2 separate regions of the Vulpes vulpes genome follow, and region 1 is linked to region 2. The links are chromatin contacts, called in public Hi-C maps. All regions are on one chromosome and are shown on one strand. The core of a region is the stretch at or near the end of the contact, and the rest is flanking DNA. Distances in the headings are between cores, read along the strand shown. Region 1 holds the start of RCBTB1 (RCC1 and BTB domain containing protein 1). Region 2 holds the start of KPNA3 (karyopherin subunit alpha 3).

What was found. A called contact is a pair of places that touch in the nucleus more often than the background predicts.
Region 1: a contact with region 2 is called in a Hi-C map of skeletal muscle, with 2.7 times the contacts expected there. The contact joins the promoter of RCBTB1 here to the promoter of KPNA3 in region 2. A contact is called at or near these places in 2 of 3 Hi-C or Micro-C datasets (both in skeletal muscle).

The regions. Positions count from the first base shown.
Region 1 is chr6:2,294,918-2,299,465 of VulVul3, reverse strand. It overlaps RCBTB1 (RCC1 and BTB domain containing protein 1), which reads right to left and starts at 2,767. Exons shown (of 13, transcript XM_072760545.1): 1 at 2,658-2,767.
Region 2 is chr6:2,136,881-2,142,101 of VulVul3, reverse strand. KPNA3 (karyopherin subunit alpha 3) reads right to left here and starts at 2,811. Exons shown (of 17, transcript XM_072760527.1): 1 at 2,522-2,811. The coding sequence starts at 2,590.

The sequences.
Region 1 (4,548 bases), core at 1,518-4,017, 160 kb before region 2:
TTCCCAAAAGGGAAACATGTCTATGAGGGAACACAGCAAGTCTTCAATGAACTTCAAGCTATATCACCACCCCCAGCATGTGGGGCCCTTCATGCCAAGGACCAGCAGGCAAGAAAAAAGATCCTCATGGGGGTAATTGACTCTTCCTATCAAGAGGCAGTAGAGCTACTATTGCATAGTGGAGACCGGGAGGCATATGCTTAGCCTCTGGGTAATCAACTAGGATATCTTTTAGTACTTGTGCAATTTTGATGGCAAATGGACAAGGGCAACAGGCACAGTCTGAGAAGGACCCGGTAAACAGGAAGAGGAACTCATCAGTTTTAAGACTCCGTCACTCCACTAGGTAAGTCACCTAAACCTTCAGAGGTGCTAATCGCCAGTGAAGAGAATCGAGAATGGGCTGCAGAAGAGAGGATGAGTATTGGTTGCAGCCTAATGCCAGCTACAACAGCAGGAGCTCACCTTACTAACTTTCCTTTTATAGGTTTCGCCCAGGGAACGGGCCCGCCAGAGTTCTCCAAGAAGGTGCTTCCAGAACTTACATGAGGAAAGCACATCCACACAAGGCACGGGCTGGTTGGGTGCCCTACTGCCCTGTCCAGACCAGAGCGGTCAGCCCTCTTAGGAAGTGCTTCGGCTAAAGAGAATTGCTTCGCCCAAAGCCAGGCCCCTTTCAGGGCACCCAGCGTCCACGCCCTGATTTATGCCCCATCCTGCTTTCTTTTGTTCAACAGGGGTTGATTAGAGCATCCCCCGATAGCTTTCCTATGTGCTAATCTCCATCCCAGAATCAACAGGCTCATCTTGAGTAGATGACAGTGTGGAGGAGAAGACAAATAGGGGAATGAATACGTTTGTTATTTGTACTCTGAAGGAAACAAACATGATGCAATGAGAGCAAATAACAGGGAAGTTGTGCTTGGAGAACAGGTGGCCTTGAAGCCAGAAACTACACAAGGGACTGCAGTCAGCCATGCGAGGAGCAAGTAGGAGAGTATGTTTCAAAAAGAAAGGTTCTTGGAAGGAAGCTCTTCCTAACAGGCTTGGCATGTCAAAGTATTACTTAGAGCATTGCAGCCTTTAAAGGGTTTTATTTCGAATGCAATAGGAGGCCCTTAACAGACTTTCTAGGGGCACCAGGGTGGCTCAGTCAGTTAAGCGCCTGCCGTTGGCTCAGGTCATGATCTCAGGGTCTTGAGATCGAGTCCCACGTCAGGCTTTCTGCTCAGTGGGGAGTCTGAATCGACCTCTCCCTCTGTGTTCTCTCTCTTTCTCTCAAATTAAATAAATAAAATCTTTTTTAAAAAATAAAGGATTTTTTAGGAGAGGGTAAAAGGCTGTGATTTACATTTTTAAAAAATTCTCTGATACAGTGTAGAGAACAGGTTTGGGAGAAAACCATTAAGAAGGTTATTATAAGAAACATGACCCAAAGTTTGCCCTTTCCATCCAATCATGCTCCAGGTGCCCAAGACCCTAGAATCCCCTGCCCAGACAGCTCCAACCCACTTTCAGGACCTTTGTGGGCCTCTTCCCAATGTCCAACCCCCAAGAACAAACTGCACACCCTTAGGGCCATGGGGTGTCCAGGGAGAGGCTGTTTGGAGAGCTTGGAAGTGGAGTGTCCACAAGCCTGTGTGTGAAGTCCCTTGCAGTGTGGGATGGAGCCAGGATTGGGAAACAAGGAGGATGAGCTGTGAGGCATGGGCCAGGGTGGTGATCTCTCTCTACCATCCCCTAAGGATTCCAGGAGGCCTAAATTCAAGGCTTGATCATCCAAGCCCTTAAAAGGCTGTATTTCTCAAGATAGGAGGATAGAACATATTTTACTTAACAAGTTGTTAGCTTGTTTTGAAAGTTAAAATTTTTTTTAGATGTATTGTATGTGGGCCTCCATTTGTAATTTTGCCCTGGGTTCTATGAATGTTTAGGATGAGCCTGAAAGTCACACTACCTATAAAGAGTGATATATGGACAAAGCTGGCTTCTTGTCACAAGCAGTAGATGCAGGAAGATAATATTTTCAAAAGGGTAGGGGAAAATATCTGTTAATCTAGAATTCTCTATCCAGTGAAACTAGCATTCAAAGTCGAGAACAAAGACATTTTCAAACCAAGACTAAGAGTATTTCCCACTCACAGACCCAGAAGTTAGAAAAATAAACTTGGAAGAACAGATCAGGAGGCAAGAATCAACGATGAGCAAAGAAATTAATAGAACATTGGCAAAACTAAGTAAACTCTGATTATAGAAAATTACCAATTTTTAAAGGATAAACACAGGATGAAATTAGCATCAGGGATCCCTGGGTGGCGCAGCGGTTTGGCGCCTGCCTTTGGCCCAGGGCGCGATCCTGGAGACCCGGGATCGAATCCCACATCGGGCTCCCGGTGCATGGAGCCTGCTTCTCCCTCCGCCTGTGTCTCTGCCTCTCTCTCTCTGTGACTATCATAAATAAATAAATAAATAATTTAAAAAGAAATTAGCATCAAATTGAAGGTGAAAGGCAAGATTCAGAGATCAAACATTCTACAGTCCTTGTGATGTTGAATATACAACACGAAACATTTTCAGCTATAACTTTTAATATTTTTAAGGTAAACATCTTAAGCAAATATGCAAAACAGAAATTTAAAAAGTAAATAGGGGGTCACCTGGGTGGCTCAGTTGGATAAACATCTGGCTCTTGATCTCAGCTTAGGTCTTGATCTCAGGGTCATAAGTTCAAGTTCCATGTTGGGCTCCATGCTGGGCATGGAGCCTACTTAAAAAAAAAAAAAAAAAAAACAGGATGAAGAACAATAAAAAAAAGTTTAACTGGTAACACATATAAAATTGCCCTTATTTCAATATGGAAAACAAGGCACTCACTTATTCTTTTGTAAATTTCCTCTAACCCAAACCACTGACCATAAAATACTACCTCTCCCACTCTTGTCCCCCAATTATAAATTATTTTTTATCTGTGAAGAAAACTTTATGAGAGCCATTGCTCTTTATTTTTATAAATCTCTATGAAAGATAGATATTAAAATGTTGTGGGAAATCTCATAAACTTGGGGCTTTCAGACCAATGAGTCGGTCATCAATAACAGCACAGGCTCTATTTTCTGTGGGCAACATAAAATTTAAAAATGCACAGTCCAACCCATCAAATAGTTTGCAATCTGATGAGTGGGAAGCGAGTTATATAAACCCACCGACCCGAAAACAAACTCTAGCCCAGAAGACAGCAAACGGCAAGAGCCTTGGGTTGTGTAAATGTTACAGTTCAGGGGTGCCTGGGTGGCTCAGTTGGTTAAAGAATGGCCTCTTGATTTTGGCTCAAATCATGATCTCAGGGTCGTGAGATTGACCCCAGCGTTGGGCTCCTAGCTCAGCAGGGAATCTGCTTGAGATTCTCTCTCTCCCTCTGCCTCTCCCCCACCCCGTGCCTGCACTCATTCTCTCTCTCTCAAATAAATAAATAAATACATCTTTTTTTAAAAAATCTGACAGTTCAGTACATGTGGGATCCCTTCCAACCAGGACGTCCTAGAAGGCTTTGACTGAATGCATGAACTTTGATCTGGGCTTTAAATGAGGTAGAATTTGATTAGAAAAACCTGAGGAGAGGCATTAATAAAACAACGGGGCACCTGACGGCTCAGTTGGTGGAGCCTGAGACTCTTGATCTTGTGGTTGAGAGTTCAAGCCCATGTTGGGTATAGAGATGACTTAAAAATAAAATCTAAAAAATAAAAAAATAGGGGTCCCTGGGTGGCTCAGCAGTTTAGCACCTGCCTTCAGCCCAAGGCATGATCCTGGGGTCCCAGGATCAAGTCCTGCATCAGGCTCCCTGCATGGAGCCTGCTTCTCCCTCTGCCTGTGTCTCTGCCTCTCTCTGTGTCTCTCATGAATAAATAAATAAAATCTCTTAAAAATAAATAAATTAAAAATAAAAACACTAAACATCCAAAAGTGTCAGAGCCAAGAAAGACAATGTTTTTATGAAAAAAGGGTAGGCATTGTGTGAAACAGAGAGAAATCACTGAATCTCAGTGATGACACTAATGTCATCACAAGGAAGAAAAATTTTAAATATGAGTTTAAAGATGGGTACCAACTTGATTTTCTTTCTTTCATATTCTGTTCATTTTTTCAAAAAAGTAGTAAAGATAAATACAAAAATATTGATCATGACTTGCTGCAAATGGCATACACGAAGAGCGCAGATTTTTACCACTTCCACCCACAACTTATTTCCTAGACTTTCTCTGGCTTAAAACAAAACAAAACAAAACGAACAAAAAGCCAGATCTCATAGACCGCAGAAGGAATCTCCCTACTATTACTGTGTTTGAAGTTCAGAGTTTTAAGCTGATTTATACTTATTTATTTCTATAAAGATTTCATTTAATTATTTAAGAGAAAGAGAGGAGCAGGGGGAGAGGGACAAGCAGACTCCGCGGGGCTCCTCACGACCCGAGCCAAGGCCAAGAGTCAGACACTCAACCCTGCAAACCAGCCACGCGCCCGGTGGTTTATGTCGAGAGTCGTGACATT
Region 2 (5,221 bases), core at 1,562-4,061:
CTTCCTCAACGTTCTTCCCATTCACAATTTCCTGTGAGTTTTCTTCGGAAAATATGTATTTTATATTTGCATCCAGCATCTTATTCGTGTATCAGCTGCTTGCATACTTTGTAATGTTTCATCTTTCCTCGATCCTGTACATGAAAAGGTTTAGATAGGAATCCTATCTCATCAAAGGGCATCTCACTGTTTTAAATACCGAATAATCTCAACTAGTCACAAGTCTAACTTGTCGTGGAAGCTTGACCTAACACAGTTTCTAATGGATAAAACTACATTATGTACAGTGTCTAGTCTTGATTATACCTAAATCCACAGCAGAGGCACCTCCTTATCAGATCTGACCCCAGTTCACCCTTTAGTCACACTCCCTTCTCTCGCAGCAGTCCTACCGCATTCTCTCAGGGCTGCCCAATTACTCCTCCCCCAAGCCTGCAATGCCCCTTCCTTGCGCCCTCCCTTTTCCTGCATTTTACCGGGCCAACCTTCTTTCACCTTTCAGGATCAGCTTACTCCAATTCATCCACTAGGAATCAACCAGAACATCTCCCTGGACTGCTCGGCCTCAAGTCAGAATATTCTCGGAATGTACTTATCAATGAATTGCGTTGCAATTATCAGTTTACTTTTCTATGACTCCCACTGAACCGTAAACTTCTTGAGGTACAGGCTGAATTTTAGTCTCCTCTGTATCCCCAAGACCTAATACTGTGAGACGTCCAAGTGACAATTAGTGAATGAATGCTCGCTGCCACTTAGGGACCTTCTATATGCTACATAAGCACGCTCACGTGTCCTCGCCTAAAGTACTTTCCTCCTGTAAAGTAGGGATAATTCTATATCTAGTTTATAAAGTTCTTATAAGGATTAAATGAAATCTCATGAAGCTCTTAGTGTAGTGTCTGCTGTTTCATGCCTTAGTTACCCCGATGTATCCTGGGGAATGTAATGTGATCAACATTTTCAGGCTAAAAGGCTTGGCAACCATCCTCTTTTTCAGGCACCTATAAGTCACTGATCACATTCTGATCACCAGCAAACATTTATCCTATACCCATCACGTCCAAGCGTCCTGACTGGGTAGCACTGAGCTCCCAGAACACAGTAATACGGCCAAATAATAAAACAAAACCCAGCATCAACATCCGACAGAGGAAACCACGTTATTGGTTCTTCTACACAATTATGGGCATTTCCCAAACTACATAAGTTTTGCTCTACAACAGAGGTAAAGCTTCAAAAACAATTACTGATGGAAAGAGCTCACAGTTAATTCCTCTCATCAAGTGAACCAGTAACGAGAGGCGGTCCCCAAATTTCTTGCTGCTATTCCTAAAGTTTCACTTTTGCTTAGAATTATTTCTCACAAAAAGAAATGTAACCAGGACCAGGACGGAGAGACAGATGACCTTCACTTGTGTTAATCGAATGGGAACTCCACAGTATTTCCTTAGCTTTTTTTTTTTTTTCTTGTTTCCAATTAGCATTCGGTTTTATAGCTCTGGGGGGAAAAAAAAAGAATCGCTTGAGGTTTTTTTGTGTGTGTGTGTGTTTCTGGACAAAACTGAACGCTGAACGCTTTCCCACCACTAAGACAAGGGGGGGGGGGCATGCACGCTTCTTAGTCCCACCGGCCCTTTCTCAAGAATCCCAAAACTGCAAATCATGTCACCTCGCTTTGGAAAAGGACGCTGTGGACCTACAAGCACGTCCTCCCCGTCGAGCCCAGAGGTCAGAGTCCCAGGGAAGTTAGTGCCCTGCATACTATGTTGCTTTCCGTAGCTGCAGAGAGACCTCTAGCGCTGCCTCCCTAAGCCGAGTTTGCAAACAGTACCTGCTGGTGTCACCTTAGCGAGACAATGGCAACACGCGGAGTGGCGGCCGACCGAGCGACCGCGCTGTGTACGCGGTTTTGCAACCGCCCGCAAGTGCCAGCAGCGGCCCCACGCGAGGCAGAGCCCCGCGAGGCCCCGGGGGCGGCGCATCCCGTGTGCGCCGGTGGAAGGCGCCGAGGACGCGGCCATCCCGCGCGCCAGCCGGAGCCCGGGCAGGCGCCGGGAACAGGTCCCGGGAGCGGAGCCGGGGCCCGCGGCGCCCCCGGGGCCTCCGCACAATGGGCGGCACCATTGTGCACGTCCAAGGGCCCGCTCCAAGGCCGGCGGCGCCGCGCGGCAGGCGGCGGTCCCGGCGCATCCTACCCTCCCCCACCGCCGCCCGCCGGCAGGTCGGTTGCCCGGCCCCCGGCTGGTCCCCACCCCCTCCGGCCGCCCGGGCCCGGCCCGCGGAGCCCCGCGCGGGGAGCCGACCCCGCCTCGGCCGCGCAGCCCTTCCTCGCCCGCTGCAGGCCGCGCCCGCGCGACGGGGCCGCCCCCGCCCCCCGCCCCGCGGCCCCCGCCGCCCGCCGCCCGCCGCCCGGCTCGCCCGCCGCCGGCCCCCGCCCCTCCCCGCCCGCCCGCCGCCCGCCGCCCGCCGCCCGCCGCGGGGCGGGGGGCCCAGGCCGCCGCGGCGCGCACACACTCACTTCCACATCGCGGCCCTTGTTCTTGAAGCTCTTGATGCGGTGGTTCTCCAAGCCCGGGTTCTCGGCCATGGCTGCGCGCGGCTCCGGCGGCGGCTACTCCTGCGGCTGCGGCGGCGGCGGCGGCGGCGAGGCTCGGGCGGGGGAGCCGGGGGAGGGCGGGAGGGGACGGGAGGGGGAGGGGGAGGGCGCCGGGGAGCGCGCTCCGCGACGCCTCCGAGCGCGAGGTGGCAGCAGCGCCTGGGGAGGCGCAGGCCGGCTGCCGGGCGCGGCGGGAATGGCGCTGCGGCGCCGGCCAGCGGGGGTCACGTGACCGGGGCGGCCGCCCGCGTGCTCTCGCGAGGACCCCCGCGGGCCGCCCGCCCTCGCGCCCCCTCGCGCCCCCTCGACGAGGCAGGCCGCGTGCTCCGACGCGACCGGATCCGGCGCTTTTATGCGGCGCGCGAGACGCAGAGCCGGCGGCGGAACTACAATTCCCAGCATGCCACGCACCGCAGGGGGTGGTGGGACGGGAGGGAGCGGGAGAGGGGGAAGCGGGGACAGGCGGGGCCGAGCCTCCCGGCTTGACAGAACGCGAAGAATGCCGGGAAGTCTGCGCGCGCGGCTTTCAGCGCGGCGCGGAGCCCCGCCCCCAAGGCGGCCTGTGGGCGGGGCGGGGGCGGGGCTTACCTCGGCGCCCAATGGGGAGGCCGGGGGGCGGGGCTTCGCGGGAGGCGCGGCTCGCTCTCGGGGAGCCTGGAGGATTAGAAGCCGGTGGACGGTTTGGGCTTGGCTGACTTGCTGCTCTGGGGTCTCCCGGAATAGCAGCCGCCCTCGCCCGCTGTTCCCCGGCTCTGCTTGGGTTTTATAAATAGCAGTTACTTCCATCTGACATGGAGATTTGCGGTGCACGTGTTCATTGATGCGCTACCTGGCTTAGCGCACCTGGAGCTCGGCTCCGGCGACCGCAGTTCTGGGCGGGTTGCGAGCACGCGGGCCCTGCGGCGTCCTGTCTCGGTCGTCCTCCCAGGCCCGGTCCTGCAAGCTTCACCCCCGCAGTCCCCGCGTTTCCGCGTCCCCGACCCTTCTGGTGCCACCACCGCACACGATGCTCTCGGCCTTAGGGCAGCACTCAGATTCCCACCTGCAGACCAGCTGTCCTAGCAGGATCGCCCCTTAGGGTCATCGGAGGACCGATCAGAGGAAACGTGGATCAATAACAGTAGCAGAAGGGAGCCTTCTGGAGCAGTTGGGGGTCCCCTGATTATGTGTGAAATAGCCAGTTTCAGAGTCTGTGGCAGATATAAGCAGGTATGCAATATCATAGGACCGTTCAAGCGATACTGAGGTCATTCAAAAGTCGGTAGAAATAGAACCCTACCGAGATCAAAGAAGACAGCTTCCCCCCAAGCAAGGGGCCTTAAAGATCCTGCAAGTGCAAGGGTCATGACTCCGGAGGCCTTACAATGCCGGTAGCATTTGCTTTGGGAGTGGTGGGATGTGGCCTGTTGATAAACACAGGCCCATGGAAAGGCTTCAGACCACTGTTGCCAAAGGTCCAATTTTTTTTTCTTTTTTTAAAGATTTTATTTATTCATGAGAGACACAGAGAGAGAGAGAGAGAGAAAGAGAGGCAGAGACACAGGCAGAGGGAGAAGCAGGCTCCATGCAGGGACCCCAAGACCACGCCCTGGGTCAAAGGCAGGCGCCAAACCGCTGAGCCACCAAGGGATCCCCAAATTTTTCAAGGAAAACCAAAAAGCTGTGTTTTATTCTTCATTGTTAAATGTCAATTTGCATTTTTTTTAAATGCACTTAAGTGAATCGGTTGCTTGATAACTCCAGGTCCTCACTTTTTATGATATCTGATCCTAATCCAACCACTCATTTGAAGGGAAACCACAACAACAGCAAACCCCTAACATTTAGAATGAATAGATTACTTCAACTCTAGTTCTTAAGGCAATAGAAGTGTGCGTTTGGCAGTTTCCCTGATTGTGAGAGAAACTGCCAGACTGCTGCTCTGTTTGTATTATGATTTAGCAAGGCATTCTCTTTAAAGGTTACTCTACTCCCTTCCATCGCTTCTCTTCACCCTACTTGCTGTCATCAAATGTGTAATAAGTCTTTCATCATTTCAGAGTTTGAAACCCATTTAGTGAGCACATACCATCGTCAGTTATTGCACTAGCACTAGGATCTATTTGTAAACAAGACAGCCTGGTTCCTGCCTCCTCGCAGCTTCATGTCTGTCGGAGGAGACAGCCAATAAAACAAGTTATTACCCAAAAAGTGTGGTGGTTGTCAAGAAAGGAGAAGGAGGGGATCCCTGGGTGGCGCAGTAGTTTGGCGCCTGCCTTTGGCTCAGGGCACGATCCTGGAGACCCAGGATCGAATCCCACGTCGGGCTCCCGGTGCATGGAGCTTGCTTCTCCCTCTGCCTATGTCTCTGCCTCTCTCTCTCTCTGTGTGTGTGACTATCATAAATAAATAAAAATTAAAAAAAAAAAAGAAAGAAAGGAGAAGGAAGATCAAGACTCACAGCAAGGGAGATCTTTATGACCGGCTGATTCTGAAGACCCCTAATACGGCAGGATAGGATCCCAAATGGAGATCTACATATCACACATGTAAATATTGAGAAGGTGTAGGGCACCTGGTGGCCAAGTCACTTGAGTGTCCAACTCTTGATTTCAACTCGGGTCTGGACCTCAGGGTCATGAG